2 separate regions of the Mus musculus genome follow, and region 1 is linked to region 2. Evidence: chromatin contacts called from public HiChIP or PLAC-seq data. All regions are on one chromosome and are shown on one strand. Each heading gives the region's core, a stretch centred on a gene start, on an enhancer-like site or on the middle of the called end of the contact. The rest is flanking DNA. Distances are from core to core; before and after follow the strand shown.

Region 1 (7,684 bases), core at 1,342-3,841, 110 kb before region 2:
TTTTTTTCTTTCTTTGTAAACTAGTGATCACAAAACATGGTAGATATTTGGACACTTGCATACTGCATTGATCAATTCAGGGCAATTAGTATTGCTTTTTAACACTACTGTGTGTAGACCCATGAAAAGCAGAAGCACCATGAAATTCTAATAATTCCTCTCTTTGGGTAGCTATTCGTGATTTCTGTGGGAGGGCGTTGCTTGCAGACGCCGGGCCCTGTGAACAGCTGTCACACAGCCCCATCTGGTACTGCTCAGAGTCCACGCACTTGAGGCTTCTCTAATTAGTATTTGTCTTCCTTCAGTCATCAGTGGGGAAAATAGACGCTAGGAAATACTAATCGTTATTGATTTGAACTTTGTTTTTAAAGGTTTACTCTCTCTGCCTTGCACCTTCCTACTTTCAAAGTCTGAAAAGTTTTATTTTAAAGCCCGGAGAAAGATACCTATTTATTCCAGATGACAGTGTTTTTGTATTTCGTGGAAAACATCTTACATATAACAGAGGAGCTATGAGGAGACCCTTTTTTTTTTAAATGATCACCTCAGTTTGTTACATCCATAAACATGAGCCTGACCCTAGAAGCTGTTTGTGCTAAGGGCTGAACACCTGCGGAAGTCTGCAGCGGTGGGAAAAGGCTCCCAACCACACTTGTTTCCCAACTTTCACAGAGGGATGGGAGGAACACACTTCCTTTGCCAGGCAATGGTCCAAGTCTGTGGGTGATGCTACACGTGCCCACAGAAGGAGAGGAGGAAGAGCAACTGTGGAGAAATATTTATCTTTCAGAAAAATACAAAGGGACAAAAGAAACACAACAGAGGATGACGTCCTACTTAAAGCCCTATGTACTGGCTGGTTTTGTCTGTCAACTTGACACAGGCTGGTCAAATTGGTGATCAAGGAGGGAGGCTCCTTGTGGGTGGTGCCATCCCTGGGCTGGTAGTCTTAGGTTCTATAAGAAAGCAAGCTGAGCAAGCCAGGGGATGCAAGCCAGTAAGTAACATCCCTCCATGGCCTCTGCATTAGGTTCTGCTTGAGTTCCAGTCCTGACTTCCTTTGGTGATGAACAGCAATGTGGAAGTGTAAGCTGAATAAACCCTTTCCTCCCCAACTTGCTTCTTGGCCATGATGTTTTGTGCAGGAATAGAAACCCTGACTAAGATACCCCATGCTAAGGAAGAACTCGGCCAGTTAAAACGTATGAGACAGTAACATGGGAGCTTAAGGGACCACGAACAAAAATGCATATGGACATCTTCACAGAAATACACAGCAACAAAAGAGCTAAGGAGCCACCGACGTGTTAATTATACTTGTTTCTTCAGACACCATTAGAGACAGTAGGGAATATGATGGCAAAGCCGTCTCTGAAACCTGGCAGGTGTGATCTCATGCCAAAGGACACTCTACAGTGTCCAATGAAAACAGGCTCTGACTTAAAAAATAAAATGAAAAAACAAACAAACAAACAAACAAAAAACGCTGCTGCTATTGCTGTAGCTGCATTAGGAATGACAACATTCTCTGCCTGGACAGAAGACAAAGGAAACCGAGAAGCTCAATTTCTTCCTGCCTCTATTTCTGTCATAGGAAGAAAAAGACAATGCTAACTTTTTTTTTAGGAAGAGCCAAATTCTAAGACAAAATATTGATTTTCTGAACTAATTCTAGACTTCAACATATTATTTCCCAGTATTCTTTAAAAGCCTGAATAGACAATCATGGAATTGCCACCAAGAGACAAACAGTGGCAATGTCAGCAGATGAAGAGACACAAGAGCACTCCTTTTCAGGTTGAGGGTCCACCCACAACAGCGTATGCCAATGGCTTGACAGTTGGTGTGTATGCGGCATAAAGAAGGGGCAGGTGTAACTGGACAATACACAATCTTCCTCCAGTTCACACCATGCAAAATAAATTCTACTTGTCTGTGATCAGCTAGCTCATAGGAAAGTCAGGAAAGAACACATTGTGTGGTTTCACACAGCACCAGATCAAGCCACTTATGGGAGGAGCGTTACAGATTTAGTGGGGAGATGTGAGACAGGTTTCATCCATTCACCAGCAAATACAAATTACGCACCGGTGAGGCTCAGCAAGGAAGTGAGCAGGAAGCTTACTCTGGTGTGAAGAGAGATGGCAAGCTGCCAAGGTCCAGCCTCAGCATCAGGAGAGGCCTGGGGGCTGGGGAAGGGGGTGATGGGAGCCATGCTGATTCAATAACGACCTGGAGTCAGTAGTGGATGCAAGCTGTCAGTTCAAGTTCTCTCTCTCTCTTGCCCAAGAATTCTCATCATTCTTCCTTCTTCTTCTTTCTATTCTTTTGCCTTCCCCCAATCAGAGAGCCTGAACCCAGTCTTTTATTTACTAAAGCTCCATCATTAAGGCTTTGATCATAGTTAATACGTTTTTAGAAATTCTTAAATTTACATAAAATCTCTGAGTCCCGGATCAACAGTCCCAAGCCCCGGTTCCTTCAGAGACTAAACACAAAGCAAAAGTACATTTCCTTATAGGTTTCACACAGCCTGCTCTTCACCGGTAGCTGGGCACAGCTCTTGCGGTTTCCTGGTACAGCAGGCAGCTGTCTTTAGTAACTACTTTCATGTAAGAACAGAAAGGCGACAGACTACTCAGGTTGAAACAATTTCTTACAAGGCTTTAAAATGTATGCAAGTAAAGCAACTCCATTGCCTCATGTACTCTCTAATACTATTTGGTTTTAGCTCATTTATAAGCTTTTCTTCTACATGATAAACTCACATATCATTTGCTTGTATTTTATAGATTCCTTCTTTTCCTATCCATGTCTTTTCTTCTTGAGACCAGGTTAACTCTCTCTCTTTGATGTCCCCAAGTTCACTGTGGCTAATTAACACAGCAGTCATTGGACTGGGTGGTATTTGTATCTCCTCATAATTCCAAGTTCAAGGCCGAGTCTATCAATGAGCAATTTCTACAAAGGACTCTTTAGGCCTTTAAGGCCTCTGTTGTTACGATGTCTAGATCCTTTCCCATGGCCCTGAAGGCCAAACAGAAGATCTGTTCCTTGTCCTCCATAGCCTCACGGCCACCTCCATTCCTCATTCCTGAGAACTGCATCTGTTTCATTTACTATGCAGTGATTGGTTCTGAGTAATGGGGGGAAGTGTATTGTCCAGAAAAAGAGATAGAAAGTAAACAGAAAAGACAGTAGATCAATTTCAGGCCAACAGCAGTCATCAGCACATGTGGGGAACATGGGAATCAATACTCAGGGACAGGAACTGTGTCACACCTCCTCTTACACAGTCATGCCAGACCTGGCAACAAGCAATTAAAAAAAAAAAAAAAAGAAACCAGAAACGCTGGAGAGATACCCAGCAGTTAAGAGAACCCAAGATTCTACAGCTAATCCTACATGTCAACTCCCAAGTGTCTCTAAGTCCAATGCTGAGTGATCTGACATCCTCTTCTGGCCTCCATACGCTCACGGTGCACAAACACAACATACAAGCAAAATATCCATACACATAAAAATACATAAGTCATTGTTTAAATTTAAAAGTGAAAGTGGGTGTGGTAGCAGCCACCTTTATTCTCAGCTCTTAGGACACAGAGGCATGTGGATCTCTGTGAGTTCAAGTCCAGCCTGGTCTATATAGCCAGTTATAAATCTGCAAAGGCTACATAGTGAAACCCTGATTCAGAGATTCAGAGCAGGGGGCAGGGGGAGAAAGAGGGAGAGGAGAAGGAGGAAAAGAAGAAGAAAAGAAAAAAAAACACAAATATTTGAGGGCCTTACAGATCCTTAGAATGATGGTGCTATAGTTTTTCTTTGGTTTAAATTTCAGGAGGGAATGCTCTTCTTTAACAATCAAATGTAAGCTGCAGTTGGTACACACACACACACACACACACACACACACACAATTTTAGTTCTTTAACCTCTTCCTATGGGAGAGAAACCTCTGCTTGAAAGGTTCCTAGTCTTTGGTTCTGTCCTGAAAACATCTATGTCAAGGTCTTAAGTGAAGTTAGGGAGGTCCATGTTACCGTGAAAGAGCAAGCAAGCAAGCAACGATTCCGAGCAGGCAGAGTCCTGCCTCTATTAAAGCAAGCAAGCAAGCAACGATTCCGAGCAGGCAGACTCCTGCCTCTATTAAAGCAAGCAAGCAAGCAAGCAACGATTCCGAGCAGGCAGACTCCTGCCTCTATCAAAGAAAATAGTCTCAGGTTTATGCCTCTGAACAGTTTCTAAAAGTGTGAGCTAGAAAAACCAAACGTAGGGAACCAAACCACTTTTTTAAAATGACCAAGAATAGTTTATCACCAGAGTAAACCCATATCTTAATACCATAGTTGGAGAGTCAGACTTTATGTTTTTACAGCCAAGTTGTTTTTCAGTGCAATCAAAATAGGTCCCTTGGATTGGAGCTATCCATTGGAACTTGGATGGTTCACCAGTAGGTACACAACTAAAGGCAGCAAACTTTCATCCTAAATTTAGTGATAGCAAATAGTTCAGGAGTTAGAACAGGTTTTCCACACGTCTGAGTGAGGACAGGCCCACTGTTGCAGACTCAGTGCACACAACACTGTTGTCTTGTGTCTCTGATTGCTAATGCAGATGCCCATGTAAACTATATGGGTCCCTAGCCAAAACAAAGGTCATGAATCTGAAAGGGGAGTGGCTGGGATGGAGTGGCTGGGATGGAGTGGCTGGGATGGAGTGGCTGGGATGGAGTGGCTGGGATGGAGTGGCTGGGATGGAGTGGGCATGATGGAGAGGGGAGTGAAGTAAGAGGCAGAAGATGAGTGAGAATAGAATACATCATATACACATATAAAATTATCTGTAAACAAAGTCAATCGTGAAAAACAAGGAGAGAAACAATGGCTTTGGGGTCCTTACTGCATCTCTCCCTACAGTCTGACCTCATGCCGGTCCCTTTACCTCTCTGCCCCTTGACCCTCATTTCAACGTGGACTTCTATAAGAGGGAGTACAGTGTAAAATAATGTGGTAATTTCTAAAAGAGAGGGTACAGTGTAGAATCGTGTGGTAATGTCTGGAGAGTCTCTGCTATCACTGAAGAGGCGAGTGCATGCCAGCAGGTTACTGCTGCACTTTAGAGTAGCCTGGAGCGGAGAAACAAGAATCTGCACTTCTAGATGGGGATGTCTTTGTGGGTTGGGAGAGGAGGGGATTGTCAAAAACTTGAGGTGGAAAGAGGGTAGCTAGAAAAGTTCCACCTGGATACCATAGCAATAACATTTGTGCTTGGCCTAATCATTGCATTTTCTTTTACATCCTATGTACGATTAGCTATAATAGTAATCACTTGCATTTTTTATTTAACATCCTATCGCTCAGTCACAGTTGCTCTTTAGCATCATTCGCTACGCATGCCCAACCTCCAACTCCTTGTAGCCCACTATGAACTGGTGCTATCCTGCACATTTTCTAGGTATATATAAGCTGCTTTACGTAACATCTGAAACAAAATAAGTAAAAATAAGATTATGCTTATTGTGTTAGAGAATGATACAGAGCCAGAAAGTACAGCTAATAATAAAAATAGTGTCTACTGGTTTATAAATCAGGTAGGCTGGTAACTATGAGAATGAAGTTCAACAGGAATTAAATCTAATACCACAAAATGATGCCTGAGCCTCTTATTCTTAGAATAATGGCAGTGTTTATTGAAAACATAAGAAAAGGGCTTAGTGAACCATAAGCATAAAGACCACAAAGACATCCCCGTCCAGAAGTGCGGATTCTTTCTCACCACTCGCTAGCCAACCTTCAGCCTCTTGTTTCTCATTATGCTTTGCCCAGGAAGTGCCACTATTAAAAGGTGTGGCCTTGTTAAAGTAGTTGTGTCACTGTGGGTGTAGGCTATAAGACCCTCATCCTAACTGCCTAGAAGCAGTATTCTGCTAGCAGGCTTCAGATAAAGATGTACAACTCTCAGCTCCTCCTGCACAAACCTGCCTGAATGCTGCCATGTTCCTGCCTTGATGATGAAGGACTGAACCTCTGAAACTGTAAGACAGCCCCAATTAAATGTTGTTCTTATAAGAGTTGCCTTGGTCGTGGTGTCTGTTCACAGCCGTAAAACCCTAACTAAGATATATGAATCATGAAGACTGTGGACCATGCATAAAAATGAGAAACCCTTTTTAGAGTTTTGCTGAAAATAACTCAGCCTGTTAAATCTATGGCTGACAGCATAATCAATAGAACATATTTACCCCCAAAGTAGGAATATTACCAGGGAACAGCCCAATGGCTTCTTTTGTAATTTGTAATTACTGTTTTTTAAAATGTAAACATAGTTTATAAATATTACTTTTCATCTTCACCATCACTAATAACAAGTCCAAACATCCTAGTGTGGCCTAGTCTGGTATTTTGCTCACAAACTATCTGACCAAAAATAAATAAATAAATAATTCACAACGTGCACTTTCGTAGGATGTAAGCGCATTCCCAAAGTCCAATTTCTACTTGCCCTTTGTTTTCCACATGAAAACTTATTAAGTTTTTATCAAATCTGGAGAAATAATTAAACGGAGTACATCTAACCAAAGGAATCAAATAGTTCTAACATTTTCATCCAAAACACTAGTCGATAATAGTAAGAAGAAATTACATCATTATCACAGACTTCAGGAAAGTCCGAGGGACATGGTATAATTAACAGAATGAAAATGAGGACAGCTCTCAGTGAGGACAGTTACACACACTGGACAATTAAAACCTATGAAGTTTTCTACCCACAGACTGGAGTTGTGGTGTTGCCAAATGAAACTTAACAGTTCAAACCAAAACTTTGAATGGTTACTCTCAAAGACTTCCCCTTCCATTTGGAGCTATTAATCATCCTTGGAGCTTTTTAAAAATAATCTAGGAACACAAAGTATCCCATAAGGTAAACAGTGGAACGGAACTAAATGCTAGCACCTGAGAGCACAGGAGATGTTGCTAAGCCTGAACAGCGCAGCTTGAGTCCAGTTTGTGCGTGACTGCATGATTGCTGCACATGAGGTCACTCAGTGGTCTCGGTGAAGCAGAGTTTTCACCTCCCTTCCTCCTCTAGTGCTCTCCACTCTTCACTTTCTCTGTAGCAGCTAGGACAATGCAGCCCCGGGTCATTTCAGTAAGGAACTTTCAACCTGTTTGGCTTTCCTGATTTAGTGTGAGGGAGCCCATAAAATGCAAAAGTCAACAAACCTCAGAACAAAATGGCCTTTTCCCTCCCCGTGTCTAAAACTATAGCATTCAGCCCCGGAGCGATCTATTCACATTCATCACATTCCCCATTATGACTTGAGCATTAAGATCAAACTGCCTGTGCCTTAATAAGAGCAGAAGAACCATACGATGAGCTTTTCCAAAGATCACTGCTTGGCTCCAGACTTTAACCATAAGCAATAACAACATACAAGAGAAAGCAAGAAGATTTTAACTCTGTCTACCTGACATGTGCAGCTCATCCCTGAAACTCAACAGGGTATTTACATTAAAGCCTTATTTTTAAAAAAATAGATTATAACATCTAATTACAATATTTCTCTCTCTTTCTTTCCTCCCTCCAATTTCTCCACTAAAGAAAAGTAGGTATGGCTGGTTGATATAAGTAGACGTGGTGTGGTGGCACCCACATACATCCTAGCACTTGAGAAGCTGAGATT
Region 2 (7,674 bases), core at 1,109-3,608:
ATGATTCAGATTGTGAGTTCTTGAACTAGAAGGCCTGAGGTAAATCACAACCCTGTCATTTCCTAACTGGAACTGTGTCAATTGCTAAGTCTTTCTGTCTTTAAATAGTATATATTTTTAATTATTTTTAAGTATGTATAAATTGTGTGTGTGTGTGTGCATGTGGGTGCATGTGGCCCATGCCCGTGGAGGCTAGAGTCTCAGATCCCCTGGAATTGGAATTAGAGATGGTTATAAGTTACCTGATGGTGCGAGGGACTCCCAACTCCTATCCTCTGCAAAAGCAGGAGGAGCTCTTAGTACTGAGCCATGTTTTAACAATTCTATAATGAAGCTGATTTCTTCCTCGCTCAGTAGATAAGTCACATTTCCTTGTAATATAAAAGCAGTGGCATTTTCATTTCTTCATACTTAAAATGACTTATGCTAATTTTCTTTCTCTGAATACAAAACACAGTTTAGAGAGGAGAAAGGCCATATAAGTAATTAATTCATAAGTCTTTCCCCTTGTCCTGATAATCTGAGCAAGTGGTTGACCTACTCATTGCTGAGCAATGTCATAGGAAAGAATAATCATTTTTAAATGTATGCTCTGACAGACCCTCAGTTGCCCAGCTTCCAGCTTTATTGAATGTCTGTTACTTTTCATTTGGAGCTTCAGGTACTGCATTTTGAATGAAGGGCCCTTGTGAAAAGTGTCTAGGGTCCACTACTGAGCATTATGTACTGTTACATGCAGCTATTGCTGTGTTACTTTCATATTTATATACTAGCAACTATTTCCTGTAGCCTAGCGTGTTTTTAAAAGATGTGGCCTTTGCCTTCTACTTCGAAGATTGTAAAATGGTATTAATTTTTAAATATCCTATGGACTAGATGTAGAATGTTTTGACAATTGATATTAAACCAGTTGTATATAGATGATAAAATTTAACTGTTTTCCCAAAAAACAAAAAACAAAGCAAAACACAAACAAACCATCTTGGAATAGTAAGTGGTTAAAGGTTGACAGTGATTTTGAGATAGATTATGTGGGCTCCGCCCATCTTCCATGTTCTCCAGAACAAGGTTTACACCTCAGGTTATAACGTGGTGATCCTTACTAGATTATTCTAAAAGATTTTAAAGAATTTAACACGTGACTACTAAATCCGAAGTATTCCCGTGATGAAGTCTAGATGTGGAATGGGTTTGGGGATTAGATTAAGTGAGGTAATCTACTTTAAAGAGACTGATAACCTGCTACCAAATAGGTATTTGTGTCTTTCCTAAAACTATATCCAGTGCTATATAATATTTTGTTATATAGCCTACCTCTCATTTCTTAAATTTCTTTTTGATTATGATTAAAGTTACTAGAATAGACATCACTTTTGGAAGATTAAAAATTCACTAATGGCTTTTAATAGTACCACATCCAGGCTTTTCTTTCCTATCAAATTTTCTTCTGACCTTTTATGATAGATCATTGATTGAACAATTTTTTAGTGTATGTACATTTTTGTCGTGGGCTTAAACTCACCATTTTGGTAGAAAATACCTAATAATGGAGTTTGAGGAAGTAAATGCAAGCAAAATGTGAGTGGCCATGGCCAGAGATTGGATTCAGGTTGGCACACCAAGTTGTGGAAGCAGTTGCAAGAACTATTATAGCCACAAAACAAAGACCATACATCAAATACATATACCACCTACGCTGATGAGGGCATTATGTACACAGCCTAGATAAAATTGGCTACATCTTGCCTGGCTTTCAGATGTTACAACATTATTTACTTTAAAATCGGTAAAGGGGGCAGGTGTTTGAGAGATGGTTCAGCAGTTATAAGAATGTACTGTTCTTTCAGAGGGCCTGAGTAGGTGGCTCTCAAGGGTGTGGTTTCCAGTTCCAGGGTTTGTGATGCCTGTGGCCTCTGCTGGAACCTGAGTGCTCATGCATATATCCACATACATGTAGTTAAATAAAATTTTAAGCAAAGCTTACAAGTTTCACCCAACCTCATGAGGTTAGACCAAAACCAGATTGAAGTTAATATTAAAAGAGCTACGCTTGAGGCAGTTTTGGCTTCCCATCTACAATAGTTTCTCCACAGCACGATGTTCTAGTCAGCCAAGGTTATCTTTAATAACACATAAGGCTCCTGATAGCCTCCACGGGCTCAGTTTTTGCTCAACTCCAAGTGGTAGATTGCTGATTCCAAAACACAGAAGCACACATACAGCCTACTTAATATCTAACGCTTAAGGGGAAGCAAGATTTCAGAAAAAGGGTGGCTGTTCAACAAGCCCTAGCTCCCAGGTCCTTGTGGTGACGCACAGAGGCAGGGAGGGACCCGGAGGATGTGTAGTGTGGGAGGGTTTGGGCTAACGGGGTGAGTCATTCCGGGCCACCTCGGCCTGGAGCCCTGCCCAACCGACCAGCCCGGGTCGTACCAGCGGGGCGGAGGCGGAGGCCGAGCGGCTGGGGAGCCCGTGCGCCCCGCGGTGTCGCGCGGAGCCTGCGACCATGGCTGGAAGCGAGCCCCGCGGAGCCGGCTCCCCGCCGCCCGCCAGCGACTGGGGCCGCCTGGAGGCAGCCATCCTGAGCGGCTGGAGGACCTTCTGGTATTCGGTGGCCAAGGAGCGGGCGACGCCGACGGCCTCCCGGAAGGAGGCGGCGGAGGAGACGAGCGCGCTGACGCGGCTGCCGGTGAGCCGAGGCCGCAGGCCGCGCACAGAGACCGCCGCAGGCCGGGGGCCTGGGCCGGCAGGGCAGCCACTTCCGGGTGTGTGCTCGCCTGGAAGTGAAGTGGCCAGGATTGCCTTGATGGTAACTCTTGGTATCCCCCTGCCAACCAAGGTCGCACTACAACACTCACTAATGACCAGCGAGATCACCCACAGGTTGTCAGTCATCCTATTTGGATGTCTGGAAATCTGATGAAGGAAGTGGGTTAGCTTGGAAGGCATTCCAGTGTCTTTCTTCTGCACATTTTAATCCCTAGTCAATGTATTCCAGTTAGGGGGGGGGGGGGGTCGCCTAGAGCAAGCAACTCTGACATATCCAAAGCAACAAAACTGCCACATAATTGAAACCAGTAAAGTTACAAGTACCTCAAGTTAGGTCAGGCTGCAAAGAGGATGCATGCAATTTAAAGTTTCAGAGAAAGATAAAATAAATAAATAAATAAATAAATAAATAAATAAATAAATAGATTATACATTGTTGATGACAATTCCTTTATCTCAGTTGGGTTATTAGTACATCCCACTGACATTCACTCTAAATGAAAGCCACAGGCTTAGGTTACCTCCAAGCTTCTCTCAGGTGTCCTCGGAACCTGATTAATACTCTATAGAGAGAAATTCAAATGACAGGTTCACATGCTTTCATTTGATCTAGTGATAAAATCAGAAAAACCGCCACTTTGTTTTTTTAGATTTATTTATTTATTTATTTTATGTATATGTGAGTACACTGTCACTGACACACCAGAAGAGGGCACTGGATCCAAATTACAGATGGTTGTGAGCCACCATGTGGTTGCTGGGAATAGAACTCAGGACCTCTGGAAGAGCAGCCAGTGCTCTTAACCTCTGAGCCATCTCTCCAGCTTGAAAAAAATCTCCACTTGACACTCATTTATTTTTGAAGAACAAATTAGTAACTGGTACATCAACATACTCATGGAAAGAAATGAAAGGAACTGGTTACTTTGCTTGAAAAATAGAAAGGCAGAGCTTGAGTTTGCAACATTTCAGGTGTGTTAGGGATGAAAATGTTTAGTTTTGAATTTTCTATTGGTGGAGGGATGTTAAGATAGACTTATGTATTTTAAAGAACCAGTCATTCAGGCGACCTTCAGTACAATGATTCTTTACTGATTAGGCCACCGCAAACAGTTGCCCCAGACAGATGACCTCTTTCTTTCATGCTGCTTGCCTCTCTTTCAGGTTGATGTGCAGTTGTATATCTTGTCGTTTCTTTCACCCCACGATCTGTGCCAGCTGGGAAGTACAGATCATTACTGGAACAAAACTATAAGAGACCCAATTCTCTGGAGATACTTTCTGTTGCGGGATCTCCCTTCTTGGTCTTCGGTTGATTGGAAGTCACTTCCAGATCTAGAGATCTTAAAAAAGCCAATATCTGAGGTCACCGACAGCACTTGTCTTGATTACATGGAGGTGTAAGTATCTATTTCTGAGAATTGACAAGAGATACTAAACTCTAAATAGTGCACATTAGTTCTGACCCTGACGTTAGCTTGCTGCATAGGATTTGTCTGAATGCCCCTTGTTAAAATTAGGCCTTGAGCTAATTGACTTTTTTTCATAGGTCCCTTAGAGCTTTAATCTTTTGTTATTTTCCTGTGGTGACTAACCAGTATTTGATTAATTATATCTGGTATGGTAGACAAGAAAAAAAATTTTCTTAAACTTCTCATAATATTTGTAGTACTTTCCATTATGTTAAATTGTATATGCATATTCATACTCAGAGGAAGAATTTCCAAAGATCAGGAAACAGTTCTTTTTGATGGGGAAGAAGACTGTTTTTAAGACTACATGAAATACTTTTTATTATTATTATTATTTAACTGCCTGAAAGCCTCCAAGTTTCTTGAGTATCATGTACATGAGAAAGTTGCTTTTATTGAGCAAATGCTGCATATTGGATTCTATGGGCGTCTGCTCTGGGTATGTCCTTTTCCAACCTAAAGACTTTATCTTTGTGTTAGGGATGTAGGGGGCCAGAGAAGTTACATGGTTTGCATATAATATAGGGTGTAAAGAATTGGTTAATATTATTGTGTACCCTCAGAATATGTCACTGTACATAGGTAAAACTTGCTTTATTGTGAACTCCACATTTAAATCATAATAAAGCAAATTCAAAGAATCTTTGTCCTTTGGCTCTAAGAATGGTTTTACTTTGATTCAGTAGCTACATATAGGATTTCCTCCTCTACTTTCTTGCTCAATCTCTCCATCCCAGACAATAGTTATCATGTCAGATAACAGGAGACGACTAGATCAAAATGTATATGATCTCTATAGATAATCTCAAATTCCACTGGCATTTCTCTTTAAAAATTACTCTTATTTTTTTTGTATGTACATGTGGGTGGGTACGCATATTACATGCTACAGATGGAGGTCAGAGGACAACCTTTTGGAGTCCAGTCTCTGCTCCCACCATGTGGGTCCCTGGGATTGAATTCCAGTCACCAGGCTTGGTAACAAGCCCTGGACCTGCTGGGCCATCATGGTTTCTGTCACGTGATTTTATTTTGCTAATTTTCAGCAAGGTCTAGTCGGGCCTCCCTGTGTTTTTATTTAGTGTTTTGAATCAACTCTTATGTGGAAACTACTAAAGGGGTGATTATGAAGCTTGATAGTGGCTTTAGTCATGTTTTTACATTTCTGAGATTTAACGCTAAGTATCTGCAGTATATCTTTATTATGGGGGCTCTCAATCTTAGCATTATTGACATTTTGGAACAGTTTTGGGGGACTGTCCTGGAAGTTGTAGGACATGTGCTAACATCTATGGTTCTACTGAGTCGCTGTTACTATCACAGCCTTCTCCTCCCCAATGTGAACATGAAATTGTTCAGATACTGCCACAGACTATAGGATAAAACCTTTCTCAGGAAGAGTTTCAACTATTCAAACAAACATTAGAACACGTCTTTTATGGAAGAAACTAAATTAAAGAAAGTAAATAATGTCTTCCTTAGGGAGGGTTCCGCAGTTTTATGACCACCCCCACTCTCTAGCATCTGTGTTTTTCCTTGTCACAGCAATCTACATACATGTTAAAATGGTATCTATCCTGTACTGAGAGGGTTGAAACTATAATCTTTACATTACTGTGTCTTACAGAGGACTCAGTAAATGATATATTCTCAAATGAACAGCAAGTTAAATGTTTTCTATTTTATTTTCTAATTGTGACAATTTTATGCAGTTATAAAATGTGCTGTCCATATACGCGAAGAGCCTTGAAAGCCAGCCGTCCTATGTATGGAGTGGTTACCTCTTTCTTACACTCACTGATCATTCAGAATGAACCCCGGTTTGCTATGTTTGGACCAGGTTTGGAAGAACTGAACACATCCTTGGTGTTGAGTTTGATGTCTTCTGAGGACCTTTGCCCAACTGCTGGTTTACCTCACAGACAGATTGATGGTAATTTTCATGTTAATATACAATACATAGTCATAATAGTACTTGGAGCTTGACATTAGTGTTAAACAGAGAGACATTTAAAAATTAAATTTTGTAATGAAATATAGAAATTGGTGAATGGGCCCCGGTCCTACTAAATGGGAAAAAAATTAGTATAAGAAGTACTTTTTTCTTAGTTTTTCAAGTTGTTATAATTTAGAATTTAATTATATGTTAAAAATAAATTTCAACAGAAATAAATTTCAAAATTTCTCATGTTTATCCTGAGAGAAATTTACCAAGAAAACCACTGAATATAGATTTGCAAATTAATTTTTATATATTGGGATTTTAAAAAAGGATCTATATCATTACCTCCCCTGTACAGAAAAAAAAAATCCATGAAACAGCATGTGGCCTCTTGGTGAGGTGGGAATGTATCGTTAACATAAGTAGGGATGGAATGTAAGATATGCTTTGCTCATTGTATATATACAGAGATTTGGAACAAATCTGGGTCTTCCACAAAAACCAATAGATCTAAGTGATGACACAGACAAGTATCTAGGTGACTAGACTATAATCACTTGATTCGGAATAGAAAACAACAACCAAAGAACGCTGTACCTTGAAGAGGACGCCTCCTAAGACGTCAGGCTTACGAGATACCTTCCCTTAAGACAAGAAAAAAGCACAAAGTTCCGAACGTTTAGGACGTAGTTGAAGTATCTTTAAATCTAGAAAGAATGGAGCTTGGTAAGCAATGACAACAGCATGTGGAGTGCCCAATCAAAATTTCATTTTAGAATGTTTATTCTGGCTTCCGAGTGAAAACCTGATTAGAAGGGACAGAAGGAGCTGCTGTAATAGTTGATTTTAAGAAAACATGGGCCGGGCGTGGTGGCGCACGCCTTTAATCCCAGCACTTGGGAGGTAGAGGCAGGAGGATTTCTGAGTTTGAGGCCAGCTGGGTCTACAGAGTGAGTTCCAGGACAGCCAAGGCTACACAGAGAAACCCTGTCTCAAAAAAACAAAACAAACAAACAAACAAACATGGAAGGGATCACTGGGTGAAAGACAATGAGTATTGAGGATGAAACTTGGTGCAATTAATAAGGATTATGTAATACGGATAGCTGCAGGCTTCTGCCTTGGGGCTCATGTTGGGTAGGAAGCCAGCTAGGGTAAGGAATCACCAGAGTAGAATGACTTTTGTGGTGGTTGTTTTTAGTGGCAAGAGCTAGGGATGGAATCTGCTGACTCTGATAACTTCAGGGTATATAAACAAAGATGAGTGTTATAAGCCATCCAATTGTATTAGGTTCCACAAGGGTAAGGACCTTATCAGTTTTATTTTGGTTTGTATCTATCATACAAGCCTTATCATAGGTCCTACACTATAGTGGTTTGAGTGAAAATGGCCTCCACAGGGTCATATATTCAAATGCTTGACTCCCAGTTGGTGGAACTGTTTGGTAAGTATTAAGAAGTCTGGCCTTGTTAGAGGAGGTGCTTTGAGGT

Evidence for each region. HiChIP or PLAC-seq counts read pairs in DNA pulled down with a chosen protein or histone mark.
Region 1: a contact with region 2 is called in an H3K4me3 HiChIP or PLAC-seq map of the SCID.adh cell line, with 14 read pairs. The contact joins the enhancer-like site here to the promoter of Fbxo4 in region 2. A contact is called at or near these places in 1 of 39 promoter capture datasets (macrophages), 2 of 484 Hi-C or Micro-C datasets (the C2C12 cell line and Th1 cells), 3 of 115 datasets of contacts at active chromatin or transcription factors (CD8 T cells, the SCID.adh cell line and bone marrow-derived macrophages) and 2 of 9 other capture datasets (adipose tissue and liver).

What each region holds. Positions count from the first base shown.
Region 1 is chr15:4,080,663-4,088,346 of GRCm38.p6, reverse strand. All of the region lies in intron 7 of Oxct1 (3-oxoacid CoA transferase 1), which reads right to left. Among named protein-coding and RNA genes, the nearest start is that of BC037032, 57 kb to the right of the region's middle. Within about 2 kb of position 2,591, at least 44 of the 459 cell types and tissues checked have an H3K27ac peak or open chromatin away from gene starts, as enhancers often do. A contact at or near this core is called in CD8 T cells, the SCID.adh cell line and Th1 cells, where this site is marked.
Region 2 is chr15:3,974,257-3,981,930 of GRCm38.p6, reverse strand. Fbxo4 (F-box protein 4) reads left to right here and starts at 2,358. Exons shown (of 7, transcript NM_134099.2): 1 at 2,358-2,689; 2 at 3,934-4,169; 3 at 5,954-6,174. The coding sequence starts at 2,507.